4 separate regions of the Mus musculus genome follow, and regions 1, 2 and 3 are each linked to region 4. A link is a contact called in public promoter capture Hi-C data. All regions are on one chromosome and are shown on one strand. The core of a region is the stretch at or near the end of the contact, and the rest is flanking DNA. Distances in the headings are between cores, read along the strand shown. Region 1 holds the start of Cnih3 (cornichon family AMPA receptor auxiliary protein 3). Region 2 holds the start of 9130409I23Rik (RIKEN cDNA 9130409I23 gene). Region 3 holds the start of Ccdc121 (coiled-coil domain containing 121). Region 4 holds the start of Susd4 (sushi domain containing 4).

What was found. Promoter capture Hi-C pulls out the DNA fragments that hold promoters and counts their contacts.
Region 1: a contact with region 4 is called in a promoter capture Hi-C map of embryonic stem cells, with 9 times the contacts expected there. The contact joins the promoter of Cnih3 here to the promoter of Susd4 in region 4. A contact is called at or near these places in 5 of 39 promoter capture datasets (embryonic stem cells, hippocampal neurons, liver and 1 more) and 1 of 484 Hi-C or Micro-C datasets (embryonic stem cells).
Region 2: a promoter capture Hi-C map of embryonic stem cells shows a contact between it and region 4, with 14 times the contacts expected there. The contact joins the promoter of 9130409I23Rik here to the promoter of Susd4 in region 4. A contact is called at or near these places in 3 of 39 promoter capture datasets (embryonic stem cells, hippocampal neurons and liver).
Region 3: a promoter capture Hi-C map of embryonic stem cells shows a contact between it and region 4, with 8 times the contacts expected there. The contact joins the promoter of Ccdc121 here to the promoter of Susd4 in region 4. A contact is called at or near these places in 2 of 39 promoter capture datasets (the HPC-7 cell line and embryonic stem cells).

What each region holds. Positions count from the first base shown.
Region 1 is chr1:181,350,788-181,354,102 of GRCm38.p6, reverse strand. It overlaps Cnih3 (cornichon family AMPA receptor auxiliary protein 3), which reads right to left and starts at 1,475. Exons shown (of 6, transcript NM_001160211.1): 1 at 597-1,475. The coding sequence starts at 677.
Region 2 is chr1:181,049,453-181,052,697 of GRCm38.p6, reverse strand. 9130409I23Rik (RIKEN cDNA 9130409I23 gene) reads right to left here and starts at 1,461. Exons shown (of 3, transcript NM_001033819.2): 1 at 1,298-1,461. The coding sequence starts at 1,379. Gm39716 (a long non-coding RNA gene) reads left to right here and starts at 355. Exons shown (of 2, transcript XR_003948798.1): 1 at 355-1,005. It also overlaps the pseudogene Gm17967.
Region 3 is chr1:181,509,209-181,512,752 of GRCm38.p6, reverse strand. Ccdc121 (coiled-coil domain containing 121) reads left to right here and starts at 1,302. Exons shown (of 1, transcript NM_207280.3): 1 at 1,302-3,120. The coding sequence starts at 1,368. The coding sequence ends at 2,339.
Region 4 is chr1:182,762,847-182,766,245 of GRCm38.p6, reverse strand. Susd4 (sushi domain containing 4) reads right to left here and starts at 2,030. Exons shown (of 9, transcript NM_001356461.1): 1 at 1,850-2,030; 2 at 1,058-1,240. The coding sequence starts at 1,205.

The DNA of each region.
Region 1 (3,315 bases), core at 226-2,725, 1.4 Mb after region 4:
CGTCCCTCTTCTCTCTTCACTCCCATCTCTCTTGATTTCCCTCCCTTCCTGCCTGGCCTCTCCCTGCTTCCTCTTTCTTACAAGGCGCTCTGGTTGTGTTTCCACTTCGTCTCCAATTATGTCTAAACGCAACCCACCACAGATGCTGACATTTTAAATGTTTAGTTGTTATAGTTACTTGACTAATTGCCTGGGACACTGGCAGGGCTTCTTCTCTCCTGCAGGCAGGAGAGAAGGGAGTGGGGTGCGGAAGCCCAGCAGATGGGGTTTTGAGCCACTACTCCTGGCCTGGCTGGGACACCTTGCCACGCCCAGGAATGTGCCCCGCAGGGAGGCTCCACCAGTCACTGGCTCCAGCCAAGGCAGGTAGGCGCCCGGCGCGGTACCGCCTGGTCTCAGGATGCCAAGAACTGTGTCTCCTGCCCCGGGACAGGGGAGATGGACAAGGTCTGCCCAGAAAGTACTTCTGCCTGACCTCGCGGTCCGCCCACGCCTGCTATGTCTAAAAGGCCGGTGAAATGAGGAAATGAGGTGGGCGTGGGGGGAGGGAGGACTTTGGGGTACAGGAGAGTTAGAAGCCTCTGCAGGTTACTCACGTGCCAGATAGCGAAAAAGATGAGCGCAGCGCAGAGCACCAGGGACAGCATGTAGCAGAAAGCAGCGAAAGTGAAGGCCATGGCTGAGGACCCCGGATCCCACCACACACAAAGCCGCTCCCTGGAGACCAGTGCCTTCCCAATTAGCAGTCAGAAAGATGTCTAGTCTACACACTCCGGGTAAAAACCCAAACGACTAGAAGCACCCACGACAAGCAGAGACAGAGTTGAGGGTCAGCGAAGCCCGGACGATTCTGGCAGGACTGGAGACCCGGGACTTGGAGCGCCCACAGGCACAGAATGCCTCTGGTAGCAACAGTCCCCCTAGCCGAAGAAGAAACCTAACCAGCAGAGAACACCTGCAGACCAGTGTCAACTAGAAAGGTTCTCGAAACTAACAGGCACCGGGTGCGAGGACTCCACTCTGGACCAGGCGAGGAGGTCCGGTCCTCTGGAAAGAGCTCTCTCTGTTGGTGCCCAAGCAAAGAGGTGGGGTGAGCACGACACCCAGACTTCAACAGCCTCCGGCCAGGTGCCTGGACTCCGAATCCCAAAGCCGCTCTGTCCCCAGAGCACAAGTCTTGAGGTGGGCCAGGTCCCGTTAGCCCTGCGCCCCGGGCTGGGGTCTCCCAGCGCAGCTATGCGCACTGAGATGCATCCGGCCCCGGACCCAACCGCGTCCCCCGGCCGCCGGCTTCGGTAACCCGGTGCCTGGGAAACTGGGTCGGGCCGGGGCGGCGTGGGCTCCAGCCTGGAGGGCCAGCTCCCGGCCAGGCGGCTGCGGCGCGGGTTTCCGGCCAAGAGCGGCTCGCAGCTGAATGGGGCTCCACCTGCTGCTGCTGCTGCTTCTGCTGCTGCCGCGGGCGCCGCGAGGAATGCGGCGCTGGGACCCCTCCCTCGCGGCGCCCCACCCTCGCCGGCTCCAGAGCGCGCCCTCCCCGCGGGCGGAGACTGCAGCGGCAGCGGCGGGGGCCAGGGAGGCGGCGGAGAGAAGATGCGGTGCTCGCCCGCCTCTCGTAGGAAACTTGCGGCCCCGCGCGCGCGGAGGCGGGAGGGGCAGGGACTCTTTGAGCACGTGCGCCCGGAGAGAGTGGGAAGGCGGAAGGCTATGGCGACAACGCGTCGGCCGCCCCTAGGCTTCCAGCCCTTTGGAGCACACCAGAGCAGGGAAGTGAGGGATCGAGGGAGTGGAGGGCTCCTGTTGGTTGGGTCCTGCTTAGGCAGATTTCCCAAACTGTAATCTACTTCTGATCTAGGGTGCCTTTACTGCTCTACCCTGTGCCCCCCATAGGATTCTGAATCAGCGCCCATCCCTCGCATCCTCCACTATCCTGCTCCATCTGACCTTGGGATTATTGGAACCTGGTCAGTGGGGAGTGGGAGGTGGGGGAGGAGGGGATAAGGCAAGGGTGCAGAAAGTGTTTCTGTGTTGCTCTGTGGCATTACTAAGAGCTTACATTACTAAGAGCTTACTGTTGAAAGCAGACTCGCTCCTACCTCCAACTTTCTTAGCCTCCTTAAATAAAACCTGAATAGCAATTGAGTGTCTTCAAACCCAACAGGACCTAGCAGGGAGCAATTGGTACCCAGTCAATCCGTAAATGTAGGGACCTCTGTCACAGAGGTTAAGCATCTTAAAAAATTGTATCATAATTGCTCAATAAAAAAAAAAAAAATCCAACCCTGCAGATAGAACTTGGATTTCAGATGAGTCAGCACAGGAAGCAAGAAGAAATGTCCTGAGAGACGAGTAGCAAGCAAGTCCCCCGGGAATCTGAGGTGCACCTCAGAACATCGGATTATGTACAGAAAAGAATGCTTCGCTCCCATCCTCCCCAACCTCTGGATCTTACAGGCTTTGGCCCCTTTTCTGCCACCTCTCCATGATGGTCCCTGAAACTTAGGGAGAAGGAGTGTGATATGATTGTCCATTTGTGGCTGGCTGAGCACTCCACTGCACTTTGACAGGTCATGTATTTACCTTAACTGCCCTCCACGGCACAAAACAACTTCCCTCATGAGATCTAAGAGCTGCACCAACCTATAGGTATAGAGATACAAAGTTAGAGGACAGTTTGATACTAGTTCCATTTAGCAAAATTGTAGAGAGTGTCCTCTGGACATGAACAATTCCCCAACCATGGATTCTGGGCCAGATATATAGTAGCAGGCATGAGTTTCCTCCTCAAAGACCTTAAACCCAGTCGGGAAGCAGCTGATTGCCCCTTTAACATTCATGCCACTGTTGTGCCCATGGCATATCTTGCCACATTGTCATTACTCAGATTCATTGGGTTCACAGCTGGTTAAGACTGTTGATGAGCCACACATACACTCAGAAGCCTGCATAGCTCCTTGTGGTACTATGAAAGGTAGAAAGCAGAGAGGAAACTCCCTAATCAATGCTAGCTTGATTTCTCCATCTCCTGTCTTCTGCAATAGAACCTTATCATCAAGTTCTGGTGGGCAACCTGGAGCAAATGACAATATCCCTTGTTCTTTGCTGGTCTCTGAGACACCCCTAAATTCTACAGACTCTCCAAGTACACAAATCTCAAGATTTGGTGCTAGGTCCCACTATGAGAGAGAACATGCAATGTTTGTCTTTCTAAGTCTGGAAACTCTTTACTTTAAACACTGAATAGACACTAATGAAAAAGCATTCCGAGATGTTTCTGAGATCTTGGCTGGAATGCCAGACTTTCTTTGTAGCAGACAT
Region 2 (3,245 bases), core at 212-2,711, 1.7 Mb after region 4:
TGCATAAAGAATATAATTCCTGGGATCTATACAATTCAAGGAAGCAAACAGCCTCCCATGGCCCAAATATCGTCTCCAAGAGGTGGAATGAAGGAAAAATAAAAAAGACCACACATTCACTAGAAGATGCAGATGCTGTAGACCAGACAGACAGGCTTATGTGAAGGATGGAGGAAGGGTCCCCTGGGTATTTCTGTAAGCTGGTCAGTTAATAAACAGCGACTGCTTGTTGGGGTGGGGGACAGAAAAGGGGGGAAAAGTGAGAGAACAGGAGAGAGAATGGGGTAAGAAAGCCAGAGCTAGAGAGAGGGGGAAGGGAAGGAGGGGGAGGGGGAGGTAATGAGAGAGAGAGAGAGAGAGAGAGAGAGAGAGAGAGAGAACAGTAAGTAGCACCCCCGGACTTCTTCCCGGATGCAGAGCAAGTGCTCTGGGTTCTTTCCTTATTCAGCAGGATGCTGGCTGCGGCCTCACGTGGGCTGCTCCAGCATTCAACCATCCAGTACATCCCCAGCCCCACCTCCGTGAATTCTCTGCCCAGCACCTCACTCTCAGTAGTTTCTGCAGCTCCCATTGCTGAGAACCAGTTTTGTCCCTTTTCTGGCATCCTTGCTTTACATAAAATTTTAGTTTATTTTGAGATTTTTTTTTTTTTGAGCATGTTTGGTCGATCAGGCATTTCTGTCAATTTTGTGACGTGGACTTCTTAGAAAGTGACCAAAGTTTCAGAAATACACTATCATGTCGACGTAACTCAAGCAACGGCCCTGGTTTTCTTCCCGATGGCCATCCATCTCTGTTCCCAGAAAGGAAATCCTGAGCAGCACTCATTCCTCCTCGAATATGGTCGAATTTTCATGGAGAAATATAAAGTCCTTTCTGCTTTTCAAATGGGATGGCTAGATTTGTGGGGAAAGTCCCCCTCTTGTAACAAGAATCGATGACAACTTCCCGTTTCTTTGACTTTCCCCGGCTACCGGTGAGAACACCGAATTCCATTGTTTGAGGGTGAGTTTTCATGTAGGTGGATATCACACTATTAATTATTATCAATAATTATTTTTATTTTTATGCAATATGTATATAGCATAGATAAGATTGTCGTATGTCGTTTCCTATCAACTATGCATAAGTGATTTGCAATATGCTCAAATCAAGGGTTCTCTCTCTCACACTCAAGCTCTCCTGGGTAAACGAAATGGGACTAGAACTCAAAACGAACCACAAGGCTCTGCATCCTGGGTACTGGGATGAAAGGTCTTCCCCCCCCCCCCACACACACACACACAGGCAATCTCACCCAATATCTCCCGACGTCGATCATTATGCAGCCGATCATTGTACACCCACTCAGCATCTTCCAGTGATGCGAGTTTCCTCATGGCTGGTGTGCACACCTGCCCTAGGATCTGCTCCAGGTGCAACTCCGAGAGGGTGACAGGATCAATAGCAGCTGTGGCCTGCATCTCTTATCCCCTTCACAGGCTGAGTAATACCTTTGAGGAGGTGCTAAACACCACCCAGTCACCAGCCCGGCCTGGTCAGCTGACTCTGCAGGCTGTGCCTCCAGGGTCTGAGGTTTGGATGTACCCTCCTGCAGTCTATGGGTATCACTGACCCTGCACGTAAAGGCCAGGCCTCTGCCCTAGCACGGCTGCAGCCATTTTGTTCCATGCCTGCCAACTTTTTCATAGTGTACTTGTAAAATGCCTGTCAGTTATTGGCACAGAAAAATAACTTGACTCAGAGCCGGGTTGTGCTGTGAGTCCCCTGTTACAGTCTGTATGAGTTTGTTGATATTTTTCTTTTTCTTTTTTGTTTTTGTTTTTGTTTTTCGAGACAGGGTTTCTCTGTGTCCTGGAACTCACTCTGTAGACCAAGCTGGCCTCAAACTCAGAAATACGTCTGCCTCTGCCTCCCAAGTGCTGGGATTAAAGGCGTGCACCACCACTGCCAGTCAAGGTTTGTTAATCTTAAAAGAAAAAAAAAATCACAAAGTTTTACGTAGCACCCTTTGTATTAGAGGTCAATATGAACTGTTATGTCTGCATTGGCTTGAGTCAGGACTGACTACCCAGCAGCATTCCCAGCACCTGCGTATGAACTCATTGTGGTTTTGTTGTAGTTTTGTTTTGGTTTGTTTTGTTTTTGTTTTTTTGTTTTTGGTGTGGTTTTATCCTTTATAAACTGATATAAAAAATAATGTTCAAGGTCGTAGCTTCAGCGCCTCCCCCTTCCCCCCCCCCCCCGAATTCTGAACTACAGCCCTGATGGATCAGTCTTAGAATATGCATTCAATAAACCATCCCTGTTGGACTGAGATGGGTGTTCGTGTGTTTCGTGGGGCAATTCCTGGACCCCAACATTTGGTACATTGGCCGGGAAGCCCCCTACCCTGGAACATCCCTCAGTTACTGACAGTGAATGCCAGGAAGCCAGCTGGCCCTCTATGAGGAGGAAAGTTTTTTTTGTTTTTTGGTAGCTTCCCAGTTCTTTTTCTTAGTTTGGTCTTGTTTCTGGTACCTTTTGGTGACTCAAGTAAAGACAGCTGGACACAGTAATGCTCCCTGGTCAGGAGGACAGAGGATGCTCCGAATCTCCTCTTGGCTAGGTGGTCAGAATAAAATCCACCCCTTTGGACAAAGGCTTAGTCTTTAGATCTAAAAATAAATACACTTAATTCTTGAAATTATATATAAAGAGAAAGGAGATTATAGGTGTAATTTACCCACTAAGATATTTAGTTTTAAATTTTCAAAAGGATCTTTTAAAATTTCAATTGAAAGATAAAACTTTTTTTGTTGTCGAGAGGTTTTGCCCTAGGAAAGATATAACCTGCCAGAAAAGGCCATCCCTTTCCCAGAGGTAAGCAGTTGGGACAGGGTTTTGGTTTTATCTTCCCAGGAGAATAAAAGCACCCAACTAAGGAATCTGGGACCACAGGGCAACTGAAACATCTGAAGAAAAAGGCCAGGCCAGCAAGAGAAAATGTCCCCCCACTCCCTCCCCCCAAAAAAGAGTAAGTTGGCTAAGTGGTATTGCTGCCCTCTACAGACATAAGTGGCAACTGCTCTTCATGTGGTCCCAATTCAATTAAGGAAAGCTGGCTTTGGGTTTGGAGAGAGGCTCTCTCCTAATCTAAACCCACACATGCTTGTTAAAGGAAAATCTAAAATCTTTGTCTCATATCAGAAGAACCACCTGGTATCAGACAGAGGAAAAAAGAGAAAGACTAGTTTTTTTTTAAT
Region 3 (3,544 bases), core at 53-2,552, 1.3 Mb after region 4:
ACATCCTGAATCTCCAGGAAATCAAGGCAGAGCCTATAGAAGCAGAGCTATTACCCAACATGGGCATTGTGTCTTCTTATATTTAGATTTCATGGGGACAGTGATTATAGAAGCCCCGTGGTTTCATATCTTCAAGGCATCCGGCACAGGCTGAGTTCCAGCTTGGGGCCATGGGGTGAGGGGAGCTGTGGTGTGAGGGGATATGACCGCTGTGTTTGTCAAACTCTGATGGCAAGAATCATTGCATTAACCCCAGATCCCTCTTTCCTCTCCAAAACACCCAAATCAGAATCTCAAGGGAGCAGTCTGGGAAACCATCACTGGAAGAATCCTTGGGCAGTTAGGGAATCACTCTCTGGGAGAGTATAACAGTCTTGCCAAGGGAGCCAAAGGGGTCGGGGGTCAGGGGTCAGGGGTCAGGGGGCCCGACAGATCCAACTACCTATAGTCCTGGACGAAGATGTTACTTCTTAGAGCTTCCACATCCTTTCATGAACTCTAAGAGATCTTATCTGTATTCAAGGATTGAGACACTGAACAGCATACAGAAGACTCTGCAGTCGCCCTTAACTTTGGCCCCACTAGGAACTGGGTCTGCAGAAAGAGCCCCCGACACCCTGATGTAGACTATACACACCAAGAGAAGGCAGAAGACATGGACATTCCATGCACAGTCGATTGCCAGAGGCTGGGTAGGCCTTTTAGCCACCTTAGCATCTGAAGGACCCCCACTTAGGCTCAGAGCTTTCTGAGGATTGGACAGAGGGTTTCTTTGTGAGTGGGGAGAAGGCAATTAGCGGGTAGTCCTTAAAACTGCAGTCATATATCCACAGAAACCAATTCTCTGGACTCTTACCCCTGGTTCAGAAATCTTGAGTGATGATTGTCCTAAATCACCTTAGATGTTCTATATGGACTTTACTGGTGCTGGGTCATCGGTGCTCATACAGGCCTGGCCTAAAACCCCTCTCAGCTTCAGCCACCTCATGCACTGCGTGGTGAGGCCCGGACTTGGAATCCAGGCTGAGTATGTTGACAAACTCTAAAAGTCAAGCAGGTCTGTTTTCTCTACCCTCCTCGTTATGAAGGGAGGACATATGCTGTTCTGACACCTGTCTGGACTTCCTGGCACTGGTTTGGACAACAAACAGTGTGACTGTTTAACAAAAAGGAAAGAGAGTCAGAAAAGCCCTGGACAGCCTCTGACCTGCTCTGACTTCCTGGCAGGCTGAGTGTCGCTTGGTCGCCTTGACCACCAGAGGGAGAAACCTTGGGAACATTTGCTCAGGACTCTGTGCCCTGAAACAACAAACCACCATCCCATGCTCTCTTGCAGTCACTCTCCTTGACCTGGGGATTCAAGGAGTATGCTTGCCCAGAGCCCTGGAGATGCACCCCCGCCAACACCACACCTTACTATTCTAAATACATATCTCAAGCCAAAGTTGCTAACGAGCTTGGAGAAACGGGTAAAAAGGAAGACAGTGGTGGCGATGAAGGAGCTGAGCCAGCAAATCCAAGAAACCAAATGCCGGCGGGAAAGGCTGCTGAAGGACAGCAGGCAGCTACTAGAGGAAAAATACCGTGTGCAGGCTGAAAACCAGCTTTTCATGGAATACCTGCGTAAAAATAAGGAACAGTGTGAGAAGAAACAGGAGGAGCTGTGGAAGCAGTACGTCCAAGAATGTGGCGAGATAGAACGCGAGAGACAAGAATTGGCATCCAGATACAACCAGAGAAACGCAGCTCTTCAAGCCCAGCTCCTGCAGGGCAGAAAGACCCAGAAGGATTTGAAGCAGCAGTTGCAGGCACTGAAGCCAGTTTACAAGATAAAGGAGGGCCAGGACGTGAAAATACAGACCTTGGAGAAGGAGCAAGAGAAAGTCCGAAGTGAGACTGCGACCAAGGACCGGGAGGCGCACTTCCAGTTCCTGCGGGAAAAGGCACTGATGGAGAAGGAGCTGCAAGAGTGGCATCTGATGGAGCTGGGGCAGATCAACACCACGGGGCTTACGAGGAAGTACAAGGCCTTGGCGCTAGCAGCCAAGCAGGCTCATTCTGAGTTCTGTGGCAGTCTCCACAGGGAGAACCAGCAGCTACGCAAGGAGCTTCAGCAACTGAGCCAGGAGTACGGCAGGTTGGATGCTGTGAGGAGCCAGCTGGAAAAGCACCGGCAGCTGGCGAAGGAGCAGCAGTGGTACCTAGAAGCCTTGACCAGAGGGCGGCAGCGGCTGCAGGCAGAACGCGAGCGCCATCATCGTGGTCATAACCCACGCCTCAAGGAACAGAGAGCTTCAAAGACCATGCTGAGCACCAAATCAAAAGCAAGTTCAAAGTAACAGCTACTGCAACTGAATTGAGGCGCAGGGAATAATCTACAAGCCAAAAAGTATCCTTCGTGGAAAATAGAAACACACTTTCAGGAAGGGCAGTTGTTGCAGCATGGGGTCGTGCTCCTTGTCTGGGACCCACATCCTCACTGTCTGTGTCCCTGGGGCTGTTGTAGATTCCGGAGATTTAGAACACTTGGAAAACTTTTTAACGGGTTATACCACCCATTTTTATAGTAGCATTTGAAATTCTCAGAGTACCTAGTTAAGACATGTATTTTACCACACTTTTTTTTTCTTAATGTGTACTCTGCAGTCCACAAAGTATAGTGTATAGCTTACATGTTCTATGTATTTTGGGCCATTTGAAGCAAATAAGAATCTTATTTTAAATTGTAGGGGTTTGTTGGTTTAGAAGGGTTTCAGGTTTGCATTTGTGATGAACTGTTTTTGTTGAACTGTGGGCTCTGGTCTGGAAGAATAGCCTTGTTTTTGGGTCATGCCCCTGCATGGGGAAAAACATAGCCAGCTTCATGTTTCTCAGAAATTTTTGGCAATGAAAACTTCAAGGTAACTGTTTAGCTTTATTTATGTGTAAAACAGTTAAAAAAAAACAACAGGATTAAAGGGTAACTTAGCTTGTCAATGTGCCTTATCATCTACTTTTAACATTGTTGGCGAATATATATACTTTGCCATTAAACAGGGTTGTTAAAAACAAAATTTAACTGTAATTAGTTCTTAATGCTCCCCAGATTTATTAATGTAATAAAAATACTATATCCCTCAATATTTTATGGTATTATTGCCACCCCTTTGAAATGACAGAACATGCATGTGATGATGTACACCTGGTAAATAATGTAAGCATCCTGACTTGGGGTCAGGCCACTATGTCACTGGCTAACAGGTGGGTAGTGTATACAGCATGGACGCACTGGGCAAGGATGATTTGTGACCCTTATGTGATGCCAGCATGGTACAAGGTCTCACAACACTACTCAGACACACAAAATATATGAATTGCATTCTTCCAGAATTTTCCATTTTGTTTTGGACTGAAACTGAACACAGACAACTGAAAGGTAGAAAGGGACGCCGTGTGTCAGGGGAATTGTCACAGTGCCAATCCAGTCCCCCCATCTCCACTGCCACCCCTGCCTACTGTTTGTAAAGGAGAGTCCACAGACCAAAGGCTGTTATCTTTAAAGCAT
Region 4 (3,399 bases), core at 781-3,280:
CTCCTCCCTCAGTTTTGCTAAATGTCTGCTCACTTTATTTGCCCCGTCTTCACCTTCAAAGTCTCCGAGACAGCAATATTTTCCAATGTGGAAATGGTTCATTTACGCCAAGCAATACTTGTGTTTCGTCAAATGACAATCTATCTACTTAGGCATCCTCTGTATTTCGGCTAGGAGAACGCAAGCCTGTCCTTCACAAGCCCACATCAGCAATGTCTCAAGGAGGATCCGGAACAGGCAGGAATGATGGACGGTGGTGCACAAGGAAGAAAGGGGGAGACTTAAGGGGGAGAAATTCAGACCGGAACTCCATCTGTCTTCCTTGACCACAACCAAAAGATAGCCCTCTCGCTTGGAATCAAGCATATTATAGATTAGCCGCCTTACAGGGACTGGGGCTATCAATTTGGTTTCAGAACTTCCACTTCACAGAAGAGTCCTTGACTTAATCCCCACCGTAATTCAGACCTCGCTAAGCAGTCTTCCAGAAACATACCTGAAGGGAACTCTGCAGCCCTTCCCCACCCCCAACAGTCACAGACATGCCTCAGCACACCACCTCCAAGAAAGAGAAAGTTAACTTTCAAATAAACCTGTCCTTCAACTGGTCTGACCATGTTTTCAGACCCTTCACATTCTTCAAGACGGTTTATTCTAAAGTAGTTCAAATCCAGAAGCCCAAACCTGACCTGTGTGTGAAGGGCAAAGATCAAGGGTCGAAGGGCTACAAATACACTGCTTCCCCCCACCCCCACCCCCACACACTCCTTTGATCCTCTTTTTCCTCTGGGCCAAAATGGGAAAATGTGCCAGGCTTCTTATCCTTCCTTCAGAAAAGCCCAATTGGGCTGCCGGTGGGTGTGCGAACCTACACCGGTTCCACACAATTTTCTGTGAACTCCAGGGGTTTTGCAGAAGGCTGGGACACAGGGACTCTATTTCTCAGGCACCCCTAAAGTCTGCACGTATGCAGAAGGCGCAGTGCTGTCCGGTCGGTACAGTCTCCCCTCCCTGCTGGGCCATTCAAAGCTCCCCCCACCACAGCGGGGTCACTCACCACCCGTGAGCTGTGCAGGGCCAAAGCACAGCGCCAGTTGAAACCACAGGATCACGGCCAAGAGTCTCTGGGGGGACTGAGGCTGCTGTTGCTGCAGCTGCTGCTCTAGAAATCCATCTCCATTGCTCGGGTTCATTCCATGATACATCTTTCATCCACAGAGGGCATCCAGCTTGCGAGAGTCTGCAACCAGGAGCGGAACACGACAATACCCCGGGGTTGCCCGGGCTCTGGGGCCAAGCTCTCCCTCCTCCACCCTGGGGGCCCGGTGCCTGGGCTTTGCGGGCTCCATCCCATCCCATCCCTGTTCGCCCCTGCGCAGCCCCCGCCCCCTTTCCCACAGCGAGATCCTCCCTGCCACCCCCCATGCAGGGTCCAGAGAGTAGCAGCCACCATGGGATACTGCGCGTGCGGGAGGGATGGAGGAGGGGAGAGAGGACAGGGGTTAGTGCACACTGGCTCTGTGCTGGTCCCCGGGATTCAGCGGCTCTGATCATGACAGGAAAGTCTAAAGCCTTATAGCATCAAGCGGCTGAGAAAACACTTTTCCCCGGGCCTGTACATTTCACTCTGAGGAATCTCACAATGTGCCCCCTGCTGCCCCTGGATACTTCTCTGCTTTTCCAAGGATTGGGAGGCTCCTATTGCCCCAGTCCCTTATGAAATCTGAGCTGTTATTTTTATTTTAAAAATTCCTCCCTTAGGGGAGCTGAGCCAGGAGCCAACTCGCCCAGCCCGGCCTGCGCACGCCTCCCCGGGGCAGGCAAGCCCCTTCCGGGCTCCGGCTCTTACCTGTGGGTCTCATGCATGCAGCTTCCTTCCCTCCTCCGCCTCCTCCCCCCGCCAGTCTAACCCGCATCTGTGCGCGACCTCTGCTGCCGCCTCTGCGCGAGCAAGCAAGCGAGCGAGCGAGCAAGACAGAGGAGCGAGCGAGCGAGCGAGACGGAAGCCTCGGCGGCTGCCGGGCTACACCGCCCCCGCCCGTCCCGCCGCGCGCTCCCTCCCCGGGCTCCCCCGAGTGGCCGGGGGCGGGGGTGACGAGGGCCACGGCTGCCGGGCTGCGCGCGCCCGCTACCTGAGCTCGGGAGCGCGCGGCGGCGGCGCGGAGAGGGGGAGGAAGGGACGAGGCCCGGGCGCGCGCGGGAAGGGCAGGGGCGCGCGGGCCTGCACGCGCCTCGGCGGGTCCCAGCCAGCGCCGGTAGCAGGGGTAAGGGGATGGCGTGGGCGGAGGAGGACGCCGTGGCCAATGGGAAGCCGGCGCGCCTGCACCTGTCGGGCACGAGTCGCCAGGCGGCGGCACACACGCACACGCATTCACACACGCGCATACGCGTATGCACGCACACATACCCAGGCACACGCACGCGCACACACCGCAGGTCTGCGCCGCGATCCTTCACCAGTGGCCTCTGGAGCCCTTAGCCCCGTGTGTGCCACCAGAGGCTGTGACCTCGAAGGTGGAGGTGGACAGGATGATCCCACCCAGGACCATCACCGATGACAGGGTTAACTTGAATGGGGCGGTGTAAGCACAACCCTTGCTGCTAAAACCTCAAGTTCTTGGTGACCCCGAACATCTCCACGGGTGTGAGCTTCCCCTAGAGCCCAGTGGACAGCCCGAGGAGGCTGGGTCTCTGTCTCCCGTCCCTTGCACCGTCGGCATTTTCCCTCTTGGCTGCCTTGGAGATAGACGCAAGCATCTCTCGGAGCTTTCTCTTGAGAGGCTCTCCCTCAGGGAGACAAGTGACCGGGCAGTGAGATGATGGGTGCCAATGCGGGAAAGCTGGATATCACCGGAAGCTTATTTCCTTTGGGTAAGAACCCGAAAGGATCAGGGGTCCCCAGGAAAGAACGTTCCCCTGGTCAGCGGTCCCTTCCTGGTGTCTTAAGTTCAGCCTGCTGCTAGCTCTGTTCTCCCAACCTTTGCTGTTCCCCAGCAAGCTAGACCTCCCTCTGAGGTCTGGGCCGGCTCCTAGGGTACTTGTGTGAGCCTTGGTGATTAAGGGGTGTGCCTTAATGAGGTAGGGCCGGCAGGCAGTATTTTTGAACCACTGGATCCCCATTATTCTGTAGCAATTTGTGGATATGAAAAACCATGTTTCTGATACAGCCACCAAATCATCTCGTCCTTCTATCGACTTTCCCAAAATCTCACATACTGAAGGTAGTTTGGAAATTACAGCTTTTACCGTGTTGGCTTTTACTGCGAGTAATTTTAACAAATTCTTGCAGGAGAAATTAGCTTTTAGTAGATAAATCTAGTTCAATGTTGTTGATTTTTTTTTTCGATTTGTAAAATTGAGATGTCAGCTTTGCACGGAGTAAGTTGAACAGTTTTGGTT